Regions from separate parts of the Mus musculus genome. Here region 1 is linked to region 2. The links are chromatin contacts, called in public Hi-C maps. All regions are on one chromosome and are shown on one strand. Each heading gives the region's core, a stretch centred on a gene start, on an enhancer-like site or on the middle of the called end of the contact. The rest is flanking DNA. Distances are from core to core; before and after follow the strand shown.

Region 1 (6,503 bases), core at 347-2,846, 440 kb after region 2:
CCTGCTCCCCAACCAACCCACTCCCATTCCTGGCCCTGGCATTCCCCTGTACTGGGGCATAGAACCGTCACATGACCTAGGGCTTCTCGTCCCATCGATGACCAACTAGGCCATCCTCTGCTACATATGCAGCTAGAGCCATCCTAAGTGAGGTAACACAATCACAAAAGAACACACATGATATGCACTCACTGATAAGTGGATATTAGCCCAGAAGCTCAGAATCCTACTTAGAAGGGGGAACTAAATACCCATGGAAGGAGTTACAGAGACAAAGTTCAGAGCAGAAACTGAAGGAACGACCATCCAGAGACTGCCCCACTTGGGGATCCATCCCATAAACAACCACCAAACCCAGACATTATGGCAGATGCCAACAAGAGCCTGCTGACAGGAGAGTGATAGAGCTGTCTCCTGAGGTCCTCTGCCAGTGCCTGGCGAATATAGAAGTGGATGCTCACAGTCATCCATTGGACTGAGCACAGGGTCTCCAATGAAAGAGCTAGAGAAAGTACCCAGGGAGGTGAAGGGGTTTGAAGCCCCATAGGAGGAACACCAATATGAACTAACCAGTACTCCCAGAGCTCCTTGGGACTAAACCACCAATCAAAGAAAACACATGGTGGGACTTGTGGCTCATCACTACATCTTAAGGGCCTTGTTTATTGCACCTTTGCTAAGAATACACAGTGTAGGGCTGGTGAGATGGCTCAGTGGGTAAGAGCACCCGACTGCTCTTCCGAAGGTCTGGAGTTCAAATCCCAGCAACCACATGGTAGCTCACAACCATCTGTAACAAGATCTGACGCCCTCTTCTGGAGTGTCTGAAGACAGCTACAGTGTACTTACATATAATAAATAAATAAATCTTTAAAAAAAAAAAGAGGGCTGGTGAGATGGCTCAGTGGGTAAGAGCACCCGACTGCTCTTCCGAAGGTCCAGAGTTCGAATCCCAGCAACCACATGGTGGCTCACAACCATCCGTAACAAGATCTGACTCCCTCTTCTGGTGTGTCTGAAGACAGCTACAGTGTACTTACATATAATGATAAAATAAATAAAATTTAAAAAAAAAAAAAAAAAAAAGAATACACAGTGTAGAGTTGAGGGGAAGAGAAGATTTGAGCCCTAGAGAAGGATGGACGAGAGACGACAAATGTCAGTCAGCTACCCATCAGACAAGTGAGACAGTTACTGTGACAGATGCCTGGGATGGAGCAACTTAAAAAGCCGAGCTGTTCCTGCTCTTGCAGGTGTGGCTGCTGTGTCACATGGATGTCAGTAGGTGGCAGAGGGGAGAGAGGCTATGTCTATGCTGAGTGTTCTGACCTTCAGACATCTGAAGGATTAGTAGCCTAACATTTCCTGAAAAAAAGTGAGCCTGAGACCACCACCAGTCTGTCACCACAGGGCCTGGACAGGGAACTAGGTTGAGATGACTACCAAGACAGTGCCAGGTAGGCCTGGACAGGCTCCCAGGACAGGAAGCAAGCCAAAGGCGGGAAGAAGCCAACCTGGGACAGCAGGCCCCAGGCAGGAGTGAGCCCAAGACAAATGGCCGCACAGGTGGGCCGGTAGAGGAGCTGGCCTGAGATGAACACTAATCTGTCGCCCTCCAGGCCTAGAGGGTGGGGACAGATCATGCCCAAGATGACTCCTGCCCTGTGCCATATTGCACAAGCAGGGCATAGCACTCCTGAGACCTCTCCTGAGACGACCTCAGACCCTGAGCCACCCGGGCACCACTAAGAGGAGCAAGCGAGTCGTGGAGAAATGAAAGAGAAGGAGAAGCAGAAGGAAGTGGGCACAGTGGAGAGAGAGGTAGTGAGGAACAGCCTGCTGTGAGTACCCAGTGCTGCTACCTTGGACCATGGTGGCCTGTGCTGCCACCAGGTGGTCACATCTGGGTCTGTGGCCCTTCAGCAGCAGGGGTCTGTTACTGCCAAAGGGCTGTACAGAACTGGTCCTACCCTTCACCTGGGCATTGAGAGGAGCTGGTCTTAGAGGCACAAGAGTGGGAAAGCTGATTCTGCCCATAGCCAGCCACAGCACTCTGGAGAGTCGGCCCTGCACATTGTGGGAGTTGCAGGTTAGCTGGTCCTGAGGATGCAAGCTTGGGAGAAATGGCCCTACCACTAGTCTCCCTGTGGCTTGGATGAGAGAGGGGGCAGGGGAGGGGGGGGGTCACCCCCTTCTGCGGCAGGCAGGAAAGCTGACCTTGACAGAATCATGAGAGCAGGAGAAGGGCCTTTCCCTTTACCTGCTGCAGTACTTGGAAGAGCAGGCCCTGCACCTTATCTGGGCAGCACAATGGAGCTGGTCATAGATATGAGGGTTATGGGTGAGCCAACCAGGAGGGTGTGAGCGTGGGAGAGCTGACCTGCCTCTTGTCTGATATGCTGAAGTGTCCCTCACCCTCAACCCTGCCACTTAGAATGGCAGGAGGGAGACTTGGTACTGGGGTCATGAGAGTAGCAGGGACAGTCCTGCCCCCCCCCCCCCAACTGCTGCAGCAATGTGGAAAGCAGGCCCTGCATCTCACCTAGGAGGCAGTAGTGGAGCTGAGCCTGATACGGGGCTTGCAGATGAGCAGGCCCCAAGGATGTGAGCACAAGAGAGTTGGTTCTGCCTGTGGTCTGCTGGGCAGTGGTGACACAGACAGTGAGAGACACCCTCCTCCCCTCACTCACCTTTGGGGCAGGCAGGTGAGCTGGCCCCAGGGCATGCACGAGGGCGGGAGAGCCAGTGGGCTGACCATCTCTGACACTTTCAGGCCTGGATTCAGGCCTTTGAATTGGCCCACCCCGACATCTACCCCATTGCTGGAGTCCTACAGATCCAAAACTACAGGATCTTCATGACAAAGGGCAACAGCGGGATGTCTGAGAGGAGCCCCAGTGAGGATCCAGTACTGATGGTGTAGCAGAAGCCAGAGGCCTCCATCCAGACCAGTGACTCACTGCAGTGAGCGTTTGCAAGCAAACACTGTGGGACACAGAGTGCACACCGCAGCTTCCACAAGATTTTATTTTTCTCTATGGCAGGGAGGTTGCAAGGGTGACAGGCAGGTAAAAGGGGAGATGAGAGGGGTTGGGGAGTATGATGTGAAGTCCACAAAGAACCGATAAAAGGTTTGAAAAATCTTTTTAAAAAAAAAAGTGAAAAGATTTATTTTGCTTCATGGTTTCAGCCTCTGGTTCCTCGGTCCTGTTGCCTTCGGGATTCACCATGAGAGAGAGAAAAAAATGCTCACTCCACGGCAGCTGCATAGAGAAGGAAGCAAGGAACACTCACGCAATGACTATCCTCACTAGAACCAAAAGTCACCCAAAGGTCACCGCCCTCTGGTGTCACTGAAAGCTGGGGACCAAGCCTTTACCACATGGGTATTCTGGGACAGTCATCCAAGCCACAGCAAAACCCAATGGCAGGAGCAGGGTTCTGTATACATAAAGAGTTCTCCATGAAAAGTCTCAAGTCTTACCTGAGAGAGGAGTCTGGGGGAGTCTTTGGGATAAAGCTCGGAAGGACACTGCCTGCCTAGAGAGCTGTGTTTCATGCACACATTAGAGCGCACAGCTCATTAACGCACCAGGCCTTGCTTTACTACCATTTTCCAACATCCAAGAAAAACAATCCAGGCATCTGAGTCGCCAAGAAGCATCTTATTCCTATCACCTACAAGGAAATGCACCGAGATTGCCTGTCTTTCCTGACTGCTTCTGGTCTCCCTCAGCTTTTCAGGGAAGCACTTTTAAAGGTGTTTCAAGGACAAACAAGCTCAAATCTGATTATTATTTCTTTTGACAATGCTTATTAAAAACTAGAGAGACAGAGACCCTGTCTATTTCTCATTTCGGCCGACCTTGTCATTTTCTAACGACATCAGCAAGAATAAAGCGTTATCTGTGCCAAAGGTAACATTATCTTTGCAAGAGGATATATTGGAGAAATCTCTTGTCTGGTAACTTACACTTTTTTATCATTATGCTGAGAAGCCAAGGGAAAGAGTAAAGATTAATGTTGGTCAAATATAGTTTCCTTTCAAGTCTACCTTGGCATCTACACTACTGAGATTTCTAAGGCATCTTCAGTACTGAGATTTCTAAGACAAAGGCTTATATTAATAAGCTAATAGTAATTTTGTCTTGTCCTATTTTGTGTGTGCTTGTGTTTGAAGGTACACTAGTGCGTGCCGGCCAGAAGTCAGAGTCAGGTGTCTCTCTTAATCACTCTGCATCTTATTATTTGAGACAGGTTCTTTCCCTGAACCTTCAGGACAGGAATTCAGCCAGAGCAAGTCCTGGCTATCCCCCTGTCTCCATTTCCCAGCACTGGGTTTGCAGATGCACCACCACAGCCCGATTTCAACTGAGTGCTGGGGACCCAGATTCATACGGTATAGCTGAACCATCTCTCCATCCCTAATAATACATTTAATGTCAATTCCTCCAAAAATGCTAGATATGATGAGTCTATATTCTGCACATACTTTGATATTCATGTCTGACATTTCATTCTCACCAAATAAACAAACAAAAAAGCCAAGGTTGTGAATTAAAAAGAAAAAAAGTAATTTGGTCAGGCAGACCAAGCTTGGAGAAGGTCCCCTGCCATCCACGGGTGGTGTTTACTGGGGAAGCCCTGAAATCATTTTCTTCATCTACAAAGTGGGGATGGTTTTGAGCCTACAACATCTATATGTATGTGTGTTTGTATGTGTGTGTGTTGCATATATATTGGCTCCATTAGCTGAAGAACTCCAATTAATACAACAGAGTGCTAAAGTCTAAGAGGCAGTGGGGATCAGTGACACAGCTCAGTGGTTAAGGGCTCAGACTGTTCTTGCCAAGGACCCGAATTTGGTTCCTAGTTCCTACATCAAGGTGGATCTGATACCACTGACCTGCACTGGAGTGGCCACACCCATTTACAGACACACATATATACACACACAATTAAAAAAAATTAAACGAGGCAATTAGGTATTTATTGAGTAATTTGTTAAGTACAATTCTCGGCACATGCTAATATAAACACTACACATTGCCACATTGCCTTTCTTGTGACCGATAATACATAAATTGTTTTAGCCGAGTTGAAATAAAAATATCCCAACATTATCCTCTTGGATTCAAGACACAGAATAAATATCATAGTATTGATCAAAGCAGTTTGTCATCTATCTCATGTCCTTTGTTGTCTGAGTTATTTGTTTTGATGAGACTACAGATAGGATGGACTTCAAATCTGTCTTTAGTTATTACAGCAATGGAGCTCATGTTGGCTTATTACAGTGTCAGTAACTTCAAGGTCAACTGCCTACTCTTCCTTTCTTACAGATATTTTAGGTCATTCATTTTTAAAGCTGTATTTTCTAAAAATAAAGCATCTATGAGAAAAAATAGCAGCTCAATAAATAAGCTGTCCAATCAATGTGGTGGCACTGACCTGCGTTGTAGGAAGAGGCGATTACTTTCTATTCAATGTTCTTGTGAAAAGTGCACAGTACGGACAGAATATGATGCAAAATGTATTAAATGATCCGTTCATTCCCAAGCAAAACCAGAGAAGCAGAAGTGGGGGGCTCACAGGAGGGGCGGGTAAGGTAGATGCTGTGCGTGCCTTTCAGATCCTGACTCAGCCCACTAGTCTTGGGCAGCCCATTTATATCAGGCATTGTGGTTAGCACTAAGTATGTAAAAGTGAAATAAACACATTCTCTGCCCTTGAGCTCACAGCTTACACTCCACCCTTTGTGGAGTCCAGGGCTTGATGAAGAAACTGAGAAAAGGACTGAGTGGAGAATACGGTCAGCGTGGTGAAGAGACAGGGAGGAGGAAGGCTAGGTCAGTCAGCCCCAAGGGCATGAGAGCAAGATTGCTGACCAGGGCCCTGCTCCTGTAGGCGTAGCCAGAGCAGTGCTGGAGAGCTCCCCCTAGTGGTGCAGATAAGGGAGAGCCTGCAGGCTGAAAAGTTCAGCTAATCCAGGGCTTTGAGTTGGCCCACCTCCAAATCTACATCATCTATGAACTATTAGGGCACATGAAGGGGCCAGTCCTGCTGCAGGATCTCCATGACACAGGGCAATCATGGGATAACCAGGAGAAGTCCCGGAGATGATCCAGTATTGATGGTGTCACAGAAGCCAGAGGCCTTGAACCACAGCAGTCACTCACTGCCATGAACTTCTACAAGGTAAAGGTGTGTGGGCAAAAGGGCATATATCCTGTGGGACACACTGAAACACAATACAGCTTCCATGGTAAGATGTTTTCTATGCTTTGTTTTGTTTGTTTGTTTATTTCTGTTTGTTTGTGTTGCGAGGGCAGATACTAGGAGACAGGGAGCTGAGAGGAGTTGAGGTGCATGATGTGAAAGTCACAAAGAATCAGTTGAAAAGTTAAGAAAACTTTTAACTAGATGGTGGTTCTAGATTGTGGTTCTAGATTGTGCCCTGTTAGTAGTTAAACCAGCCAGAACAGCATTAATCCAGCATGATG
Region 2 (6,759 bases), core at 461-2,960:
CAGAATGAACGTTACAGCATACACCCAACATGAATGGCAGATTGGGAGGTCCTGGCGTATCAATGTATTCTCAGTCATTGTAATCAATGAAAGACCCTGGCAGGGGTTGTGCACAGCCCTGGGAGTGTGGGGTGGGACTGAGCATGTGCAAAGGCAGGGAATGCCTGGAATTCTTCTCTATCTTATGCTGAATTTTGTGGTGGATCTTGAAATCTTTAAGTTGCAAAAGTAGAGCCCTAATAAGCAAAACACACCAAAGGCCAGCCAGCTTCTAATTCTACCCGAATGTCCTGTTTCATTTGTTACTCTTTCTGTGTGGATGAGAATGTGGCGTGAAATAGGTCTCCAGGAAAACCCGACTGTACTGGCTAGTTTTGTGTCAACTTGACACAGCTGGAGTTATCACAGAGAAAAGAGCTTCAGTTGGGGAAATGCCTCCACAAGATCCAGCTGTAAAGCATTTACTCATTTAGTGATCAAGGGGGAAAGGCCCCTTGTGGATGGGACCATCTCTGGGCTGGTAGTCTTGGGTTCTATAAGAGAGCAGGCTGAGCAAGCCAGGGGAAGCAAGCCAGTAAAGAACATCCCTCCATGGCTTCTGCTTCAGCTCCTGCTCTCTCACCTGCTTGAGTTCCAGTCCTGAATTCCTTTGGTGATGAACAGCAATTTGGAAGTATAAGCGGAATAAACCCTTTCTTCCCCAACTTGTTTCTTGGTCATGATGTTTGTGCAGGAATAGAAACCTTGACTAAGACACCGACTAAACAGAAAACTGTGTGTTGCATGTGAGAAAGAAACCAAACCAAACCAAAACCAAAGAGACAGGCAGCAGAAGAACCTGTGATAAATCTGTCTCTATATTAAGGGCTTTAAAAAAATAGGTGAATTTGCCTGAAATTTCACTTATTTCTTAACCAAAGTATAATTTTCATTGTAATATTATCTATATAGCCTGTAACTTTTTTTTAATTTTTATTATTTATTTATTTATTTATTTATTTATTTATTTATTTATTTTTAAAGAACCACCAAACATTGCATCTGCAGCTCTTCACATATACTGCAATGGAAAGAAGAGAGCTGTGGAAGTCACCTGCCCAGGCTTCTGGAGCTAGTGACAGGGGGAGGCTAACAGCTCCTGCTTTTACTTCTGGAGTTCACTAAACATCACCAGCTGTGGAACTGGGCAAGGAAAATGTCCTCCTTAGGGGGTCTGAGCTGGCAGTTGTCAGCTGGAGAGGAACAGACAGGGTTGTCTGTCACTGATCCCTGCTAGGCTGTCCTCTCTCATAAATTCACTGCTTAAGTGGCACTTTGTTGTGAATAGCCCTGGGGCTAATTATATTTGATGTTAATTCCATTCTCCTGTGGGTGGCTCTGAACAAGGAATGAGTCAGCACTCAGGTGATTTCCTGTAAACCTGCTCCCCACCTTAATTTGTAAAATAAAGGAGAGCTGTAGATTGGGCAGATTAAAGGGAAAGTGGAGCGGAAGGTGGGGAGGAAGAAGAAGAAAAAAAAATGGAAGAGGGAGAGGATGCAGAGGAGGAGGAGGAAGAAGAAAAGCAGAGCAGAAGCACATGGCCTGGAAAAGCTGAAAGTTCTAAGAGGTCTCATAGATGTGGAAGATGGTGGTGTAGTGGTAGATCTGCCCAGCTTAGGCTGAGTTGTGTTTTCATTGCCAGACATTTGGGTTGGAGAGATTTATGGCAACAGCAATCCCCCCAGGAGGAGGCCTTTGGGTTAATGGCAGAGGGGACAGCACCTGATTCTGTGGTTTTACAATAGCCCTTAAGAAAGAGGCTCTGAGGGCTGGCGAGATGGCTCAGCGGGCAAGAGCACTGACTGCTTTTCCGAAGGTCCTGAGTTCAAATCCCAACAACCACATGGTGGCTCACAACCATCCGTAATGAGATCTGATGCCCTCTTCTGGTGCGTCTGAAGACAGCTACAGTGTACTTACATATAATAAATAAATAAATCTTAAAAAAAAAAAAGAAAGAAAGAAAAAGAGGCTCTGAGCTGAAGGGGTCTGCAGCCCTATAGGAGGAACAACAATATGAACTGGTGTAGATACTGTGACCTCCAGCTCCACTGCCAAGGCTGGAGGTGACATCTCCATACTAGCTCTGGAGACCAAAGCCTCCTCCAGTGCTCCTCTCGGTATGGAGTTCCCAGGTCCAGCCCAAGTGGTCATTCCATTCATCACAAGACCAATTTCTCACAAGGCTGAGTCTTGCCTTGCAAGCTTTCTATTAGAGATAGACCTTGCCGCACTAATGTCCCCAACACATGATTGCAAACAAAATATAGCCCGCGTTAAAGAAGTGCAGAGATGTTGTTAAGCTTAATTAGATGTCATTGTCACACTTTCATTAGCTATTAACATTATGCAAAGATAAACTAATACAAAATGAGTTCTTTCATTGTGACATAATTATAATTTTAATGGTTACACCATGAACATTATAATTCAGGGCATATTTTCAATTTTCCCATTAGTGGGCAGTTACTTATAAGGGTTCCTATTATGATCTGTCCACAGAGACCAGGTTATTAATGCCCCCATTTTCTACACTGATGAGGACCACAGTTTGGAATCAATATGACAGTCACAAGGCAGATTGCAGAGACATGGAATAAACAGGAGAATGACTGCCATGCTCAGTGTGCACCTGAGGAGGTGGCGAGGTGGAGTAGAAGACATAAGAGATGACCATTCTCTAGGAGAGATTCTGATTTCCATGGTTTCTTCTGGGCTATTTTCCCTCATTTTTTTTCCTTTTGTGGCCTTAAGTCCTCAACTTCTTCTAAGACAGTTTCCCATATAAAATATTCAATAGCCTGGGCTTTGAAATATGTCTTAAACGGTTTTTATCATGCAGAGAATTAAATTTTAAAAAACCACAGAGCCATTTCTGGGGAAATTTTTCAATGGTTCAACTTCAGGATTGTGTGTGAAGTAGAAAAATGCTGATGGACAGTGATTCGCCTCTGAAGAGGCGAGGAGCGAGGGAACTGTAAGCAGACAGAAGGTAGAGGAAGCTGTGACTGCAGATGCTCACTCTACAGACTTGATCCACTGAGACTTGATCCAGATCTCATCACTGAGGTAAGGATCCTAAGGAAAACTGAAAAAGTATAACATAAAAACAAAAAGAGTAGGCCTTTAGTTAGGCCCAGGCTTGAGAATGTGACCTTTGTGACTCAATGCTCCAAGGCATGCTAATCATGAAACAGATAGTGACATTCCTCCACTCACCTACTTCCTGGGTTCAGGGAGTGTTTGTTCCAAAAAAAAAAAAAAAAAAGTCACCCTGACTGTTCATGGAACCCACTATGCAAATTTGCTATTGTTAGAGGCTCATAGAAACTGTCTTGAGAAATAACCACACAATTACCAGGTATTCTTGTTACTTCCACTTCCTCGAGACTCTTAACTGGTATTTTTGGTATTTTCCAATAACACCCTCCCCACCCCCTCGAGTTGTGTTTTTTTTTCTTTTAAATACCCTCTTCCCCAGCTACTCGGGGCTCCACAGTCCTCCCCCACATGGTGTACAACTATGGGCCCCAGAGCACTCCTGGAATAAAAGTCCTCTTGCGGTTTGCATCAAGACTGTTTCTTGTGAGTGATTTGGAGTGTCACCTCTCCTGAGTCGGAACGTAGGGGAGTCATCACTCTGTGGGTCTTTTAAAACAACTAGCAGTGTCCCTCTGAAGTATCATGCCTCCGCCACGTTCTCTGAGAAAAGAATCTGACTGTATTTGTTCTGAGAGACACATCAGGGGTTCGGAGTCCAGCCTGATGACACCTGGCAGCTGGCAACTGGCAGCTGCCTTACTCAGTTGTAAGGTACACCGTGGCCCTGTGAAACTGTGCGTCTCCCATAAATGCAACAGGGTTGCATATCAGTTCCTGTTGTCCTGATAACAATCATGACTAAAACCAAGTTACTGATGAAAGTGTTTATTTTATCTTACAGTTCCAGACAGATCGTGTCCCTTAATAGCAGGAAGTACGGGCGGCATCGGAATCAGGAAGGTGACCACGTTTCCATACACACACACAGGAAACAGACAGAGTACAGGAAGTAGGAAGAGGGTGTAAGCTCTCAAGGCCTGTCTGTCCTCAGGACATCTGTGCCTTCTGAAGGCCCAGTCACATCTGTACAGTGTCGCTAACTGGAGACTTAAGTGCTGAGATACAGAAGCCTCTGGCGACTCTTCTCATTGAAAGTCCCACAGGCGGGTATGGTTTCTGGAGGGAACTTCAAACTGCAAAGATTTAAATTCCAGCTTTCAAAGGGGCTTATCTTATGTGCCTTTGTGTCTATTATGCCCTAGTTTACTTTCTTATCTTGAGCAAAAGCAACTTGGGAAAAAAGGTGTTCATTTGGCATGAGCACACACACACACACACACACACACACACACACACACACACACACACACACACATACGTACGTAACTGTCATTGAGGAAAGCCAAGGTAGGACCTCAAGCAGAAGCAGAGATAGAAGCCACAGTGGTACACTGCTTAGGGCTTACTCTCCATAGCCTACTCAGACTGCTTGCTTACACCATCCAAGACCACCTGCTGAGAACCGGCTGGTCCCCTATCAACTATTAAATAAACACCCCCACAGGCCAATCAGATAGAAGCAATTCCTTATGTGAGGTTCCCACTTCCCAGATGACCCAGCTTCTGTCAAGCTGATAAAAATCTAACAAGTGCCCCCCCCCCAAACCCCACCCTCATCTACGTGACCAGTGTCCTTCCCTGAGGAAAGACACTGTTCCAAGCGCTCAGAAGGTATGGTCTAGAATTATTTGATAATATGATTTAAATCCTCTCTTTTTTTCTGTTTCCAGAACAACATACTCAAATGGATATGTGTGTGTGTGTGTATATATATATATATATATATATATATATATATATATATATATATATATATATATATGGCATGCCACAGAATGGACAAAATCAGAGCCCCAGGTTCTAGTCCTTGAGACTCTTCGGGCTAAAAGGCCATAGGAGATCCTTCACAAGGAAGCAGTGGACCACACTGCCGTGGGTGTCCAGAGTGGGGGAGGCACAGCAGCCAGCGAGCAGTATACCAGCCTGGCAGAGGTTCCTGGAGCAAAGCCCCACAGAAATGCATGGACTTCTGGCAGAGTCACTACATTTGTTTTGATCTTAGCTTTTCTTGCCTGTAAAATAAATGCGCTGGACTCATTTTTAGCTCCCCATCTCCTCCCCCCCTTTCTCTTCGCCCACTAGACTTGTTTGTGGAGATTCTTGAGCTATATATGAAATCTCAGAAAGTTGAGCAGGGATAGTTTAATTTTTCCCCCTCAATACAGAACCTGACTGAAACATTTGCCTTCCAGGCTTTTGAGCAGAACTATATTGTTTCAATATGGGCTCCCTAGTTACCAGAATTTCTGATGGAAATTGTATTTGTCTTAGATTTAGGAAAACAGAAAAACAAATTAAATGCTAACTAGCAAATACATCATTTCTCACAAATCACACCATTCAAAGCATAAAGTTCACTTTGGAAAAGTCACACCAAGGCATACTGCATTGCATGCCCCTCAGCCCGAAGAATCTCAGGGACTAGGTTAGGTCAGGGCATGAGAGATCTAATCCTAAGAGAGCCTGGCTAACACTGCTTCTAGTGTTAATGAGCTACCATCCCTCAAAGCCACATCACTCCCCTCAAGGACTGGGTGATGCTGTGTGTTAGGTTCACTCTGAAGGACAGGATAGAGCGTCGAGTCCATCCGCCCTTGCCTAAGTCTCTCATAGAGTAAGTGGAAATTGCAACTTGTCACACAGTAGTAAATGACATCTGGAAAATGGAGTTTGATGCCCAGGTCAGAGAGGGGTGGTAGGGGGTGTTGCCAGGGAAGGGCTCTCTGACAAGGTGTCATCTGAGTCAAGGCCTAAGAGAATAAATGAAGGAGAAAACTCCTGCAGCTATCTGGAGATGTCCCAGAAGTATTGAATTATGGGGTCTGTGCTTTTCAAAGTAGGAACATGATTCATGTGCATTATCATAAGCTTTACTTAAGCTAACATATTTATGAGTTCATATTCTGGGCAGACGCCGGGCTTTAGAAGTACATGGTCTTGATTTCCTAACGGGTCTGTAGGGAATTCAGATGCAATCTCTAGCCCATGGATTGCCCATCTGTGAGGTAGAGCCTAGACTTCAGCATAAGACTTCTTTTTTTTTTTTTTTTTTTTTTTTTTGCCTCGAGAATCCATCTCGGCTCACTGCATATCCTTGGGGGCAGCATCTTTTTAACTCACGCTGGGATTTGCTTCGTCTTGGCCAGGTTTCTCAGCTACTTTCACTTCCTACCTACTGACATCCTGATGAGTGTTATTTATAAATATTAAAAACAAGGAGGTGAGACCGGATGTAGAGAACCTGCCTACACATGCCAGAGCCTCAGCCAGAGAACGTGTCTCAAACATCAACAGCGCCTCTGCATCTGGACAATGTCTGACACCTACTTATCACCCAGGGAATATGTGCTCGGGAGACATCTGCAGAAGGCATGAATGAAGCTACTCTCTGAGCTGCCTATCAAACCCAGGAGCGCCCCTCCTTAGTAGAGGAGCTTAGTAGGAGTGCATGTGGGTGTGTTAGTAAGCAGGATGCTCTCTATCTTTGATGAGAAGGGATGCAGCTGCCTCAGCTCCTAACAGACGCTTGAATGCTTGCATGTGCACAGACCCTTC

Evidence for each region. Hi-C and Micro-C count contacts between places; a contact is called where the count stands out from the background.
Region 1: a contact with region 2 is called in a Hi-C map of the N1E-115 cell line, with 5 times the contacts expected there. The contact joins two enhancer-like sites. A contact is called at or near these places in 2 of 39 promoter capture datasets (frontonasal cranial neural crest and stem cell-derived epiblast-like cells) and 1 of 484 Hi-C or Micro-C datasets (the N1E-115 cell line).

What each region holds. Positions count from the first base shown.
Region 1 is chr3:153,829,930-153,836,432 of GRCm38.p6, forward strand. It overlaps the pseudogene Gm25757. Among named protein-coding and RNA genes, the nearest start is that of Asb17, 11 kb to the right of the region's middle. Within about 2 kb of position 1,597, at least 34 of the 459 cell types and tissues checked have an H3K27ac peak or open chromatin away from gene starts, as enhancers often do. A contact at or near this core is called in the N1E-115 cell line, where this site is marked.
Region 2 is chr3:153,390,356-153,397,114 of GRCm38.p6, forward strand. The region is part of intron 3 of St6galnac3 (ST6 (alpha-N-acetyl-neuraminyl-2,3-beta-galactosyl-1,3)-N-acetylgalactosaminide alpha-2,6-sialyltransferase 3); the gene reads right to left. Among named protein-coding and RNA genes, the nearest start is that of 1700012D16Rik, 95 kb to the left of the region's middle. Within about 2 kb of position 1,711, at least 17 of the 459 cell types and tissues checked have an H3K27ac peak or open chromatin away from gene starts, as enhancers often do. A contact at or near this core is called in the N1E-115 cell line, where this site is marked.